Regions from separate parts of the Rattus norvegicus genome. Here region 1 is linked to region 2. The links are chromatin contacts, called in public Hi-C maps. All regions are on one chromosome and are shown on one strand. Each heading gives the region's core, a stretch centred on a gene start, on an enhancer-like site or on the middle of the called end of the contact. The rest is flanking DNA. Distances are from core to core; before and after follow the strand shown. Region 1 has its middle 440 kb from the start of Mir2985. Region 2 has its middle 390 kb from the start of Gask1b.

Region 1 (7,369 bases), core at 4,252-6,751, 82 kb after region 2:
AATGGGTTGCCATGGTTCCATTGAATAGCTGGGAACAGATGAATGATGTTTCAGTTAAATGACTAGCCCTCATTATATAATCATTTAATCACAGCTGAGGTGCTAGAATCTGGAGGCTAGGTTCTTAGCTAGGTGAATTTCCCATTACCTGAGATGAATTCGCAACTTAACTTTCAACATTTGACATGTGCAACACTTAGGATATTTCATTTTTAAAATAGATGTTATGTAAAATCTTTGCCCAGTCTGCCACAAACATCGCAGCAACAAATAATAGAAAAATTATGTAAAATGAGAGTTCGGGCTGAGTCAGACTTCCTGCCTGCCTCCCAAATGGTTTTCCTAGACTATTCAAGACATAGGACAGACTCTTAAATTGTTACTGTCCAAACCCTTATTCCTTTCTCCTGAGAATGTGGAGGCGGGCCAAACACTCATTTTGACACTGCTGGGACTACAGTTTTACTTTATAAAATGGGTCATGGCATGCTTCTGAGGTGTCTTAAGGATGCTATAGGCTTTGACTAAGGAGACTGGTGTTGAATTTTGCACACTAGTGGATTTCAGTGGTCCCTTACTAGACTTTATACGGGCATTCACACAGCAGGTAGACTTCATGATTAACTTCTTTCTTACCCCTTGTTTATAGATTATTACCCTTCTTCTTTATTGTTTTTGCTGATAATACACAAGAACAGCAATTTCCATAATTTATTTTGATTAAGGGAATTCTATAGACTTAATTGATTCCCTTTTCAAACATTTATTAAAACTCTAGCACAGCTGGACCCAAGTGATAGTGTTTAGAGATGTGTCCTTAGATAAGGTTAGAAAGGTTGGGCACTCATGGTGGGACTCTAGTCGTACAGAAGGAGACATAAGAGAGTCTTTTCTTACTTTTGCGACCTTGTGAGGATCCAGAGAGAAGAGGCTGCCAATGAGCCAGAATGGGTACTATGTTGGTCACAGTGCCAGCAACACAAGCTCAGTCCCTTCAGAACTGCAGAAAGATGAATTTGTGTTGTTGAATTCATTCAGTACACAGCATTTTGCTATAGATGACTAAGCTATAAAGACAAGGTGTTATATCACTATCTCCCTAGAGACATCAGTGCTAATTAGTGAGTGTACATCCTTTGGAACTGCAAAGCATTAGATTTGTTCTTTGATCGGCACTCAATTCTAATATAGTGGATATATTTTGTCATAGAATAAGAAAATAAGAAGTGTCATGGTTGAAACCAAACTATTCCTAATTGGACATGAAGAATTTTACATAGAACCTTTCATTGTCTAGTTAATATTATACTATAGAAAGATGGCTGCTTTGTCCTTTGGTCTGTACTGGAGGGGACAAGTGTGCTGTGTCACTGGGTTCCATGTATACTTCTGTTATTCATGTTCATGGGGAATATTTATGCCTGTGCTGGTAATGTGTTCTTGACAGACTGGCAACTTCTTGTCTGCTTGTTCCCACATGCACTGTTGCCTGAAGTTTTTGTTTTGTTTTGTTTTGCTTTTTTAATTTCCAACTGCAGTTAACCCACTGTCTGCACATACCAGTCACATTTCAGACACCTAAGTCTAGGTCACAAGGTGCTCCTGGAAAGCATCAGCATATAAAGGTAGGCTAAGTGTGGTGATCAGCTGATATAGTGGGGCTCAGGAAAATCGTTGTGTAGTAATGTAGGAGAAAGACCCCTAAAACTAAAGAAATGGTAAATCCCAGAGTTTTTAAGGAGCTCTTAAAGCTTAGAGGATTCATAAGGTGCCTCACCAAGATTATACAGCAGAGAACAATTCTTGGGAAGGCCGTGGTCAGTAGATCTTCCTACAGATAGTGAAGGAAGTATCAATGGATGAAACTTTCTTTGAGTTGCCTATCTTTCTGTAAGTGGTCCCCCTCTCCATAATTCCGTAAGGAAAGCAAGCAAACTGACTGATTTACTAGACTCGAGTGCAATTATTTCTCTGGCCTGTGGTTGGTGCTTTGTCTTAGATGACTAGATATTTGTGTCGCTACAGGAAAAGTCATACAGTGCATACCTAAAATACTTAACCTGAGGATAACGGCATGTAACTTTTGTGACATCAAAACAGACAGTGGAAACTCTATTGCAGTGCAATATTTGGTGAACACGTAAAAGTCAAGACTTCTATGGATTTATTTTATCGACATGATAAGCATGCTTCTTTTTACTCTCCAACAGTTACATCACTAATAAGATAAAGCATCATACTATATATGTTTTTGTAACTTCTTACATCTGTGTTTAGTAAGCCCCAAGCAATTCTGAGAAACCTAAAATTCCAATGCCCTTGGAAAATATTAATTTTCTGATGTCTGCCTTTAATTTTTTCATTTGTGTGTATATTTGTGTGTGTGTGTGTGTGTGTGTGTGTGTGTGTGTGTGTGTGTGTGTGTCAGAGGGAAACTTTTGGAGTTGGTTCTTTCCTGCCACTCTTTTTGTGAGTTCTGGAGCTCCAGCTAAATTGACCAGCTTGCACAGCAAGCATGTTTGTCTGCTGAGTCATCTCAGTGGTCTCGGAAAGCTTTCGTGCTTAAGGCTGCTTGTTCTACTGGGTTAATGCCAGTTTGTTCTACTGGGTCAATGCCAGTTTGTTTTACTGGGTCAATGCCAGTTTGCTCTACTGGGTCAATGCCAGTTTGTTATATTGGGTCAATGAGCTCCTAGAAGTGAAATAGGAGATGGCTTATGCTTTTTTCCTTGAGTAGGTTGACATTCATAATCAAATGTTTCCTTGGCTTTACTGTGAGGTCAGTGTTTACAGTTCTTCATTTCCTTTTCTTGACTTCCAGAATCTATTACTAAAATATATCCATATGATGTATATTCCTATGTTAATTGCAGATAGGATCTGAGCTCAGTGGAGTAAACAAGCTCAGCAAATGCATGCATTCATATTTTGCTCTCTGCTTCTTTTCTGAGGGTGCAATGTGACTACTGACTCAAGCTTCTGCAACCATATGTCTTTTCTGCTTTGAACTGCATCCTGAACTGTGAGTGAAAGTAAACCCATTCTTTCTTAAGTTGCTTTTCACAGAGCATTTAATCACAAAAATGGGGAAAGAAACTAAGACAATAAACTTTAAGTTTCCTGTTTCAAACACCTTGAGTGATCTATCTGTAGTTTTCTTATTTTTTAGTCCAATTTTGACCAACATTATGTTTGTGGATGGAATGGAACAGGACTAATTTATAAAATAATATGTCCTTTAAGTTATGGCAATAAGGATGAACAGGGGACCATTAAGTTAAGGACAATAAGGCAGTGATGGGCAGGATTAAACCATATGCTCTCATTCATTTATGGAATCTAAACATGTTGATGTTATGGCAAATTGAGAGACAAATGGTAGTTTCCAGAGGCCAGGGAGCATGTTGGTAGCAGTAGGTGTTGAAAGGCTACTTAGTAAGTCCTCAAAGACAAACAAGAGCAAAAAGTTACACCATGCTTTCCTACGACAGAATGACTAGAGATAATTGGAATGAATAACATGATGCTGTAGCCCTCAAAAGGCTGGTAGAAAAAATATTTTAGAAGTTTCACCATAGAGAAGTGAAAATGATTTGAGATAGTTATATCAAACTTGATATAAACATAAAATACAAGCATGTATAGATATGTCACATGGTATTTCCATTCACTATATGAGGCTTATAAAATAAACTTAGATGGGGAATAGGAATGGAAATGGGGGAATTCAAGATCAGGTGGGGGAAGGACAGGAGAGATGGATACATGGACATGAAAATGAATGGAAATCTGCAACTGATGGTATTGAGGTGGGGGCATCTCCAAGACAAAACATAAGCCTGGGATAAGGAGGATATACAAGAATCAATGGGGGTGACATTAGCTGTGATGCACTACATTGGGGATATGGAACCTGAAGAGGCTATCTCCTGCAGCAGACAGGAACCCTAGTGGAGCGATAGAGACACCAACCCATTCACAACTTTCAACTCCAAATGTATCTGGTTACTTATAAGTAACATAGGCACATTACTTAGGGAATGGCCAATCAATAATCCACCCAACTTGTGACCTATCCCTTGGGCAAGCACCAATCCCTAACACTATTAATGATATTCTGTTATGCTTGCAAACAGGAGCATGTTGTCCTCTGAGAGGCTCCACCCAGCGGCTGATTAAGACAGATACAGACACCCACAGCCAAACAGTGAATGGAGCTTTGGGGAGTCTTATGCAAGCATAGGAGGAAGGATTGTACAGCGGAAGGGGATAGGAAATCTACAGGAAGACCAACAGAGTCAACTAATCTGGATGCTCTTGGCTGTCAGAGTATAAACCACCAGCCATAGAACATAAATGTGCTGGACCTAGGCCTCCGTGCACATATGTAGTACACGTGCAGCTTGACCTTCATATGGGTCCTGAACAATTGGAAAGGGGGCTATCCCAAGAGCTGTTGCCTGTACATGAGACATGGATTATGTACTACTAGGTGAGCTGCCTTATCTGGCCTCAGTGGCAGAAGAAGCACCTAGCCTCCCAGAGACTTGAAGTGCCAGGGTAGTGATGGGTATATCCAGGGGGTTCCCTTACCCTCCCAGAGGAGGGAATGGGGGAAAGTTTCTGGGAGGGGATGACCAGGAGGGGGACAGTGAGTAGGATGTAAAGTGAATAGGTAAATAACAATTAAATTAAATTAAAAACAATGATAATTACAAGAAAACATTGTATCTGTGCTTATCAATCTTCAGTAGGTCTTTGTGCTTGACTGTTGAGAATAGTCCAGTTCTGTCCTCGTTCCCTCTTTTCTAACCCTCATAACACTGGTAAGAGGGAAGTCCTAAAGCCCAATTTTCAGATGAAAATGTCAATTTTCCAATTGGATCTGACCTGGAAATCACCCTTCCATTCTGATTGTTAGGCTGTTTGTGACACAGTCTTTCCCCACATGCTCCTGAGTCAGGACCGCTGATGCTTTTTCCACATGTGTCATTTTACTCCTTGTATACAAGACCAGTGTCATATGCATCATCCAAACATGAAGCCAAGGGGTCTAAACCGCAGCAAAGATAAAAAATCAGCATCGTTCTCTCCGTGATCAGAGCTAGGTGCTGTGTTTCGAAGCCTGTGTTGTTAGTAAATCCTTACTCAGTTATTAATGCTGATTAATTATAGCCTTGATGTATGGGCTGAGATCAACTAGAAGCAAGAGAGAGAGAGAGAGAGAGAGAGAGAGAGAGAGAGAGAGAGAGAGAGAGAGAGAGCGCCACTGCTTTTAAATAGAATCTATCATGGCTTCTCTGTCTCAGTGTGACTTGCAAATGAAAGTGTTTGCATATTTTACATACTTCAACCTTTTAGTATTCCAAAGAGGAATATTAAAAAATTAAGAGTCCTCTGCACAGCACAGGACAACTGTGTTCGACAGTATCAAATCCTTGCTACTCTGGGAATTACTGAACTCTCTGCTAAATGTGGAGCAAGCAGACAGCTGCTTCTGTTGTTTCTCTTTCCACTGCATAATGAGGAATTTAAAAATGATGGTGGTATTTGAATACTGCAACACATCCATTCCTCTTCTCATGAAAACTGAAGCTCGAGCAAACATCTAGTGCTTTGATGACTTAGTCAATTGAAAGTGAATTAACATACCACTATTCAATCTGAAATTCCTTGTTGATGAGAATGTCTCAAGCTATCTCAAAATAATTTTTAAATAGAATTTGGGCTAAAATAGTATTTTCACACACAAAAATCCTCAATTTGTGGGATTTAGTTGTGATTTTGGATTTAAATAGCTTAAATAACAACACTGACTAAACATTCCTGTCTAATAAATTCTGCTGCAGTTCCAAACCCATCCCTAAGTTCTAAGGATACATCGACTGTTCAAATGAAGAATAAATTTACCTTTGTAAATGTCTTAATGGGGAATATTCAGTGGATAATTTATTCATTATAATTTTTTATTCATCTTGGTGATTTTATTTTCCATTTTGAAATCATTTTATCCTAGACAGCTGGAAAATGTCCATTATAAAATTCCATATAAATAAAATATTAGAATTTCAGTTCATTTTATGATAATTTCTAAGTGGCATGAAAACACACTATCACTGACGTTTTTAAAGACAGCTTCAGTGAGTTCTGGTTATGCAGTCCAGCCTGCGGAGCCTTTGTGTTTGATCTTAGAGAGTCAGGACCTGGACCTGCTTGTTCTTTATGGCAGAACCTTCCATTCCTCTCCATGCTGCATCGCTCTTCCTTGCAGCACAGGGTAAGCAACAGGATTTGACCACACCTGTTCTCAAGGTCAAAATGGTCAGTAGAAACAGCTGTCTGCTGAGACAGTGCAGTGACATACTTGAGGAGCCCAGAGATGAGATTTGAGGGATCCTGACCCTTAGCTAGTTCAACTTCAGGCAGCTTTCTTCTCAAGATGGTTCTAGCTACAGTGCCCTGGGGCTTGTAAACTTGTGACAACTATGAAATTTTTCAGTAGGTAAGGTTGCCAGCATCCGGAATAGCAATGTTCGTGGGATGCTTTCTCCTCCAACCTTGGTGATGGGAAACCACCTCCCTGCCTATAGAGGCGCGAGATAGCTAACTAGTCTCTTTCTCAATCATACAAATTTCTAATCTCTTATTTGTTAGTTTGTACTGTCCTTCCAAGGTCATGGTTCTTAAAATGTACTTGTTAATTTAATTTTGTTCTTCTTTTATAATAAGAGGTGAGTGCTAGGTACACAGCCACACAGAATCTCCTTAAACCATGATAGTGAGAGAAAGAAAACAAATATTTATATTTTTAATCTGGGAAATTGTTTATTGTGTAATTCAAACGTCATGACGGCAATCCCAATTCTTATCAACATCCAGGGCTGTAACATTGGAATTTTTATCACAGAAGGGCAAAGGAGAATGCTCTGTGTCTTGGTTGTGATGTACAAGTGTCAATACTCATTAAACTGTATTCAAATGTATGTATTATATTGTCCATATAGTATTACCTAAAAGAGGTGGATAAAATGTAAATTAGAGACAGAAACAAATTTCTGTAATATTTTCTCATTATTCCAATGTTTCAATGTATCAAAACTGAATACATGATCCTTATGAAAATGAGAAATTTGAAGTCAACAGTCTATAAACAGGATCATTAAATATAAGCCCGCTTCTCACTCTATTAGACAAGAATTAATGTTAGTAGAGCCAAATCTCATGCAGAAAAAGGAAAATGGGTCAGGTAAAATCAGAGAGAAAAGAAAGAGGTAAGTGAGTAGCATGGTCATATTTTCTATTATATACATTGATTGTAAGCCCTAAAACTTGAAGATACAAACAAACAAACAAAAAATATACCCTGTGC
Region 2 (6,691 bases), core at 95-2,594:
TTCTGAGGTCACTGTGAGGGCTTTGCTACAGATGGAATTCAGGTCCTATACCATCAGTAGTCTTCTTGACAATACTACCCTGCCAGGGCCTTCCCTGTTTCTCTCCTGCCCACAAGAATTCCTTCTGAATAAACTAGTTGGGCACTGATCTGTCTCTTAGGCTTGCCATTTGAGCGCATACATTTCTCTTTTAGTGATAAATCCTTTGGCTGAGTTTGTGGATCAATTACTTGGGGAACTAAAATAATCCTCAAGGGTGGGGGCTGCCCTTTAGAAGCTAGTATAGATATAAGCAGCATTTGAGTCTTCTTCAGCACCCTAGCTAGGACATATATATATATATATATATATATATATATATATATATAGTTTATAAATACCAGTTGAAGCTAAATCTCTGCACTTCCCCCTATGATTTCATTCCATAGAGTTCCCAACCAGCCCAAACCATGTTCTGGCATTGGTAATTGGGTCAGTAATGACTCAGTGAACAAAAGGTAGCGTTATGATTGAAGACAGGTACAAACCACATCTCAATGTTTGTCCATTAAATGAATGGTGTGCTAAGCAAGTGCTCCACTACTGAGCTGCATTCTTAGCCTTAGCAAAGTATACCTTAGTTTTAAGATCTCATACTAAGTTATGAACTGGAACTTTCCCAATATTTTGTTTGTGTCTGAAAAAACTGAAATTCATGACTGGGCATATTTATTTATCTCTACAAAGTCATGTTCTCTCTCTCTCTCTCTCTCTCTCTCTCTCTCTCTCTCTCTCTCTCTCTCTCTCTCAGACTGTAGCCAAGCTCCATAGTGAAAAAAAAGGAATGGGTATCCCCTGTTTAGTTTCTTTTTCAAAACCCCACATAACTCCATCTGTTTATCTCTGGAGAGGATATGAAAAGGCAATAAAGGCTTAGTAGGAGTTGTGCACTGGAGGCAGGGTACAAGTTATCCTTAAACTATGTCATCAATCATTTATTCATCAGTGGCAGCTGTGGAGTGACCACAGGCTTTCTGGTACATAGCAATTATTAGTGGTCAGCAAGGCAGGGTGCTTCCTGCCTCTCCCTGCTGTTTGGAATCCGAACCACTGCATCAGTTCCTGTACAAAATCAGGTATTTTCTAATTTTTGACATCATAGCAGAAGATGGTGAAGTGTGAATCGCCTAAAATGAATGAATCCCACACTCCAGTCTATGTACTCCATGAAGATACACAGGTACAGCTTTTTGACTGTATCATGCTGTTAGAAGAGATAATCTAATGTCTGACTCTGAGTGACTCTTCTGCCTGCAGAAAAGTATTTACCATCTGCTTGGAATCTCTGCATCAATGCTCTTCCTCCACAGCAGAACAGATGTCTTACTTATGAAACTGGAATCCTATTCTCTCAGTCACAGTATTGCCTCTCTCCCTTCCTACCAACATGCATAATTAAACTGCTCCTCCCTCTCTTCTACCTTTCTGTCTTATCTATCTGTATGTCTTATTTATCATCTGTCTGTCTGTCTGTCTGTCTTATCTATCTATCTTTTTTTAAAGGTTTATTTATTTTATGTATTTTATTACACCATCACTCTCTTCAGACACCAGAAGAGAGAGTCAGATTCCATTACAGATGGTTGTGAGCCACCATGTGGCTGCTGGGAATTGAACTCAGGACCTCTGGAAGAGCAGTCAGTGCTCTTAACCACTGAGCCATCTCTCCAGCCCCTCTATCTATCTATCTATCTATCTATCTATCTATCTATCTATCAATCTATTCTCTATCTATCTATCTATCAATCTATCTATTCTCTATCTATCTATCTATCTATCTATCTATCTACCTATCTATCATCAATCATCTCTATTCTACCATCTATCTATTGATCTACCTATCACTTTCTTCATTATCTATCTTCCATTAATCTATTTTTTACATAATACTTGTCTCAGTATTTCCACAGAAGCTTCTTTAATGTCAGCATAAGACTCTATATTTCTATTTCATTACCCAGTGGCTTGTGGCATACCATTCTTTTTTTTTTTAGTGTGTTTCAGCCTCACAGTCACCAAGGATATGATCTAGCTTCATGAAGGATCTGCACAAGGTGCCCAAGTATTGGCCATGAAGGTTTGATTTCCCAAAATATATCTGTCCTTCTTCCTTTGAGGAACCCTTTCCTTTCTTACCTTTTAAAGAAGATATGATCTAAACTTCACTTACAGGTGCCTAGGGATTTGATCAAGTTGTTAAGAGCACTTGTTCTTCCAGAGAAATGGGCTTTGGGCTTTTAAAGGTCACAGGTTTGTTCTTTATGATCGAGAAAACCAATTCCTGCAGGTGTTCCCACAGAACTCTCTGGGATTCTCTATGTGACAAGCCTCATTACAGGGATAGGGATTTTTTTCCCTCTTTAACGCCTCAGGATATGCAGTCTTCAACAGCATGGACGCATGCCATCTGTGAAGAACCCAAAGACCTGATGACTGAGGAAGGTAGCCAGAGTCTATTCTAAAACAGTTGCATGTAAAGATTAAAACAGAGACTGAAGGAACACCCATTCAGAGCCTGCCCCACATGTGGCCCATACATATATAGCCACCCAATTAGACAAGATGGATGAAGCAAAGAAGTGCAGACCGACAGGAGCTGGATGTAGATCGCTCCTGAGAGACACAGCCAGAATACAGCAAATACAGAGGCGAATGCCAGCAGCAAACCACTGAACTGAGAATAGGTCCCCCGTTGAAGGAATCAGAGAAAGAACTGGAAGAGCTTGAAGGGGCTCGAGACCCCAAAAGTACAACAATGTCAAGCAACCAGAGCTTCCAGGGACTAAGCCACTACCTAAAGACTATACATGGACTGACCCTGGACTCTGACCTCATAGGTAGCAATGAATATCCTAGTAAGAGCACCAGTGGAAGGGGAAGCCCTGGGTCCTGCTAAGACTGAACCCCCAGTGAGCTAGACTATGGGGGGAGGGCGGCAATGGGGGGAGGGTTGGGAGGGGAACACCCATAAGGAAGGGGAGGGGGGAGGGGGATGTTTGTCCGGAAACGGGAAAGGGAATAACACTTGAAATGTATATAAGAAATACTCAAGTTAATTAAAAAAAAAAAACAGTTGCATGTGATTTTCAATCATGGATCATATACAGAAGAGGGGTTTTTGGCAGGAAAATACATCATTTAAAAGTTGTATCTGTTTACATATGATGTCAAGCACACCCTTGCAATTAAGTGAGGAGGGGAGAAAAAAAGGATTTTTTTTTTTTGCTGTTCTTCTTGGTTTTTAAAGAAGAGACAGGACTCTGACTAATTCATGGTGCATTTTGTGTGTTTCCACTGCTATCAGTTGAAAGGAGAAGAGGGAAAACGAGGAAGCTAAAGAACAGGGAAGAAAAGTAAAATGACAGACGGTTAAGCCACAAAGAAAGTGGAGAAACGAAGACGGGGATGAAGTAAATGGATTGGGGATGGTACAGAGCTTGGAGAAAGCTGATAAGCGTAAGAATACAATTTAGGACATAAAGATGGTTGTGGATCATGGAAGAATAATTCCTCAGATCCACCACAGAATGAAGCAACCATTTAATACTGTGATTGTCCTGAGGCAACTCAGAAAAATTAGTGCAGAATTATTAAAACAACCAAGTGTATTAGGTAAATTGTTCTTTCCATAACAGAACAATTTTCTTCCTAAAACACCTGAAACATTTTAGGAGGTGTTTTGCTCGAGGGAACTGAGCAGAATGCTTCTTGTGAGACCTGTATAAACATCTCAGCTCTGTTACTTTCTAATTTGCATATCACTCTCAGTCGTCTGGTAGGTTATTTTTTTTCTCCTCCAGATACTTGTTATCCATGCCATTGGAAAAGTCTTACCTTGAAAACTGATTTCTATTTGGACAAATATATAATATATACCATTATAAAATATAATAAACGGTCAGTGCCAATCATGATTGACAGAATAACATTGCTTCCTCTCTGAGGTCTAGTTCCATATTCTTAACCCCCTAGTAATTATGCAATCTTTTTTATTTAAAAGCAAAGCATGCTTTGAAGGAAACTTTCAGCTTCTTCTTGAATAAAAAATATTAAAGTTAAGCTAGACATATTTCATCAGTGAACTGGGCCTGAATCTATGTAAATGTAAACCTAAAGTCTTCAGGGAAGTCAGAGGATAGAAGTTGTGTGAACAGTTACTAATGACAGGGCAAGCTGGGTTTGGAAAGAGGCTATGGAATTTTGTTCTTGCAGAAGGAGGAGAGTCAGGACCTCCTGTGACATCTGTGTTGGCAAGGTACCCAGGATCTGGCCTGGGAAAAGCACTGGCTAAGAGAGTAACTCACACTGCTACTTAAGCAAATTACTATTTGCAGTGTTCTTTATTTAAGAAAGTCTTAATATCAACTATTAAGTATTTTGAACATTAATAGCGAAGGGACAATTGCTAGCCTTCTGCTAAACACTCTTGTTTGCCCCAGTTCACTGTTCAGGGTCTCCAGGGAAACACTAATAGCATGGTGGTGATAGCTTTCTCCCCTGCTCCTACTTTAAAGGGGTATGTTTTTAAAATCACACTTAGAAGATATTTAGTGCCCTGACTTTTACCCTGGCAAGCTTTATCAGGTCAATCACTATCCTTTTGGAAACTACTTATTAAAAATTTACCTGCAAAGATCTGGAGCCAAAGTCAGGAAAGAAGCTTTTTCTCAACAACACAAGCTTTTCAATAACACAGAGTGCAATGAACATTTTGTGATATTGAAACACTTACATAATTTTTGCCCACGAGACTGAACCGAGATGAGCTCATGATTCATCTGCAACATATAAACGAGTAGGAGGAATGGCTTCAGCTTGGAAGGCTGAAGATTTCTGATGAGAAAAGCCTTAAGTCCCTGAAATGAAATATTTTGCAATTCTAATTAGAGTCAAATCACTGCAGATCCGTTAAGTTGCAATTTTTATATTTGCATTTATATCTTAGACTTCTATTCAGAACAACTCCTCAGGAATTTCACCATTTTCAGATAAGGCTTTCAAATCTGCAGAAATGACCATAAGCTTTTAAACTACTAGCTAGTTGCAGGGGTTGGTACACTATCATGATAAGGTCATTGTTTAGAAAAGGCATAATAGTTTTCTTTAGTTGAGTTAAATTCAAACTTATATTTTCAGTTACTGACTAAAACTTATACTCCTCTTTAGAAATATGCTTAAGATAGTATAATTTTGTATCTTAAGTTATGGTTGAGATTTAGTATTATTATAAGAAAGTAAAAAGTCTTCTATAATATGATTGTGTATAAGAAAGCAGTCAAGAGTTCTTCCTGGGTAGACCACTTTGTTGAGATTTTGGGTAAATTATCACTTCGTGCTTGGGGCTTCTTTTCTGTTGAATGGAGGCACCAATGTTTCCTAATTAAAATAAATATGAGAATTTGATATGTATGTAATAAAAATGTCTTGCAACTTTTGTAGCTAATGCTTAGGGAAAAATCTTGGAAGAGGGGATGGAAAGATTGTTAAGAGCCAAAATAGCAGAATATATGCTGTAAGATATGTCTTCTACATAGGACACAGAAGCTGTATCTATGGACTCTTAACAATATGGCTCCCTGAACAGGACCAAAGATAAGAGAAATTCAACACCTCCCTGCCCATAAGAACTATAGTTGGTCAGTGCCTGTTGTGAGAGAGATGCAGTATCTTCTAGGGAAGAGATGCCCCTTAGATTGTCTAATCCCAAATGGTCAACTCTGAACACATGAGCAAACATAGATGGATTCATTAGAATATGTGTGTGTAAATATATATGCACATATATATGCAATAATAATAATTTAAAAAGAGATTATAAATTTTGGAGAGGGGGGTTTAAAGGAAAAATAAAATTATTAAAGAAATAAACAAAAATACCCCAAATTTTAAAATGACATCTAACATATAGCAGGCATTTTATACATTTTGACTCTAATCATCAACTTTATCTCATGCAGTAAGTAAAATTGATAACTCCTCTAGGGCTTCAAGGATATTTTATATTACAATCAAGCAAATATTACACATGGTTCCTATAGAAAAGACAATTTGAAATCCCTGCCTTCAATGAATAGAATTTCAAACACAATTCCTAACTATTATTATTCATTGTGCAGTAGTTAAAAATAGAACAGGGAAGGAACAGAGGCCATGAGCTCTTCCCAGGGCTCCTAAATTGGTACCTATTGTCTCTAGCAGCTGCGGTTTCTGTAAGCTCCCAGAAAAATGCACTGACAATCATGTATTTCATGTCGCTGACAACATTTCCATCTCTCCAATGTTGTCTTCTTTGGGGGGCAATTGCTCAAGTTCCCATTGCCATAACAACAGGCTGCTCTCCTTAAAACGCGATATGCTCCGAGTAAAGTAGAGTTGTTTCCATGGTAACTGCTACATATTTAAGTGCAAGAGCCTGCTTTTTAATCAGTCAAATTGTACTTTGTCAAGAAATAACCACATACTGTTCTTAATACCATTCCATATATTTTTTAGAGTATGGCAAATGGATAAAATGGGATGAATTTTAAAAAAACGCAAACAAAAATTGACTAGTTCTTTTTCATAGCTTTAATGTCTTGTTCATAAAAAAGAAAACCTCCCTAATACACATATAGGTAAGTCACAGCACATCTCTAAAATAGACAAAATTCGA

The links. Hi-C and Micro-C count contacts between places; a contact is called where the count stands out from the background.
Region 1: a contact with region 2 is called in a Hi-C map of frontal cortex, with 2.5 times the contacts expected there. The contact joins two enhancer-like sites. A contact is called at or near these places in 2 of 12 Hi-C or Micro-C datasets (frontal cortex and prefrontal cortex).

The regions. Positions count from the first base shown.
Region 1 is chr2:167,810,405-167,817,773 of GRCr8, forward strand. No RefSeq gene overlaps it. Among named protein-coding and RNA genes, the nearest start is that of Mir2985, 440 kb to the right of the region's middle. Within about 2 kb of position 5,502, at least 6 of the 93 cell types and tissues checked have an H3K27ac peak or open chromatin away from gene starts, as enhancers often do.
Region 2 is chr2:167,732,992-167,739,682 of GRCr8, forward strand. No RefSeq gene overlaps it. Among named protein-coding and RNA genes, the nearest start is that of Gask1b, 390 kb to the left of the region's middle. Within about 2 kb of position 1,345, at least 12 of the 93 cell types and tissues checked have an H3K27ac peak or open chromatin away from gene starts, as enhancers often do.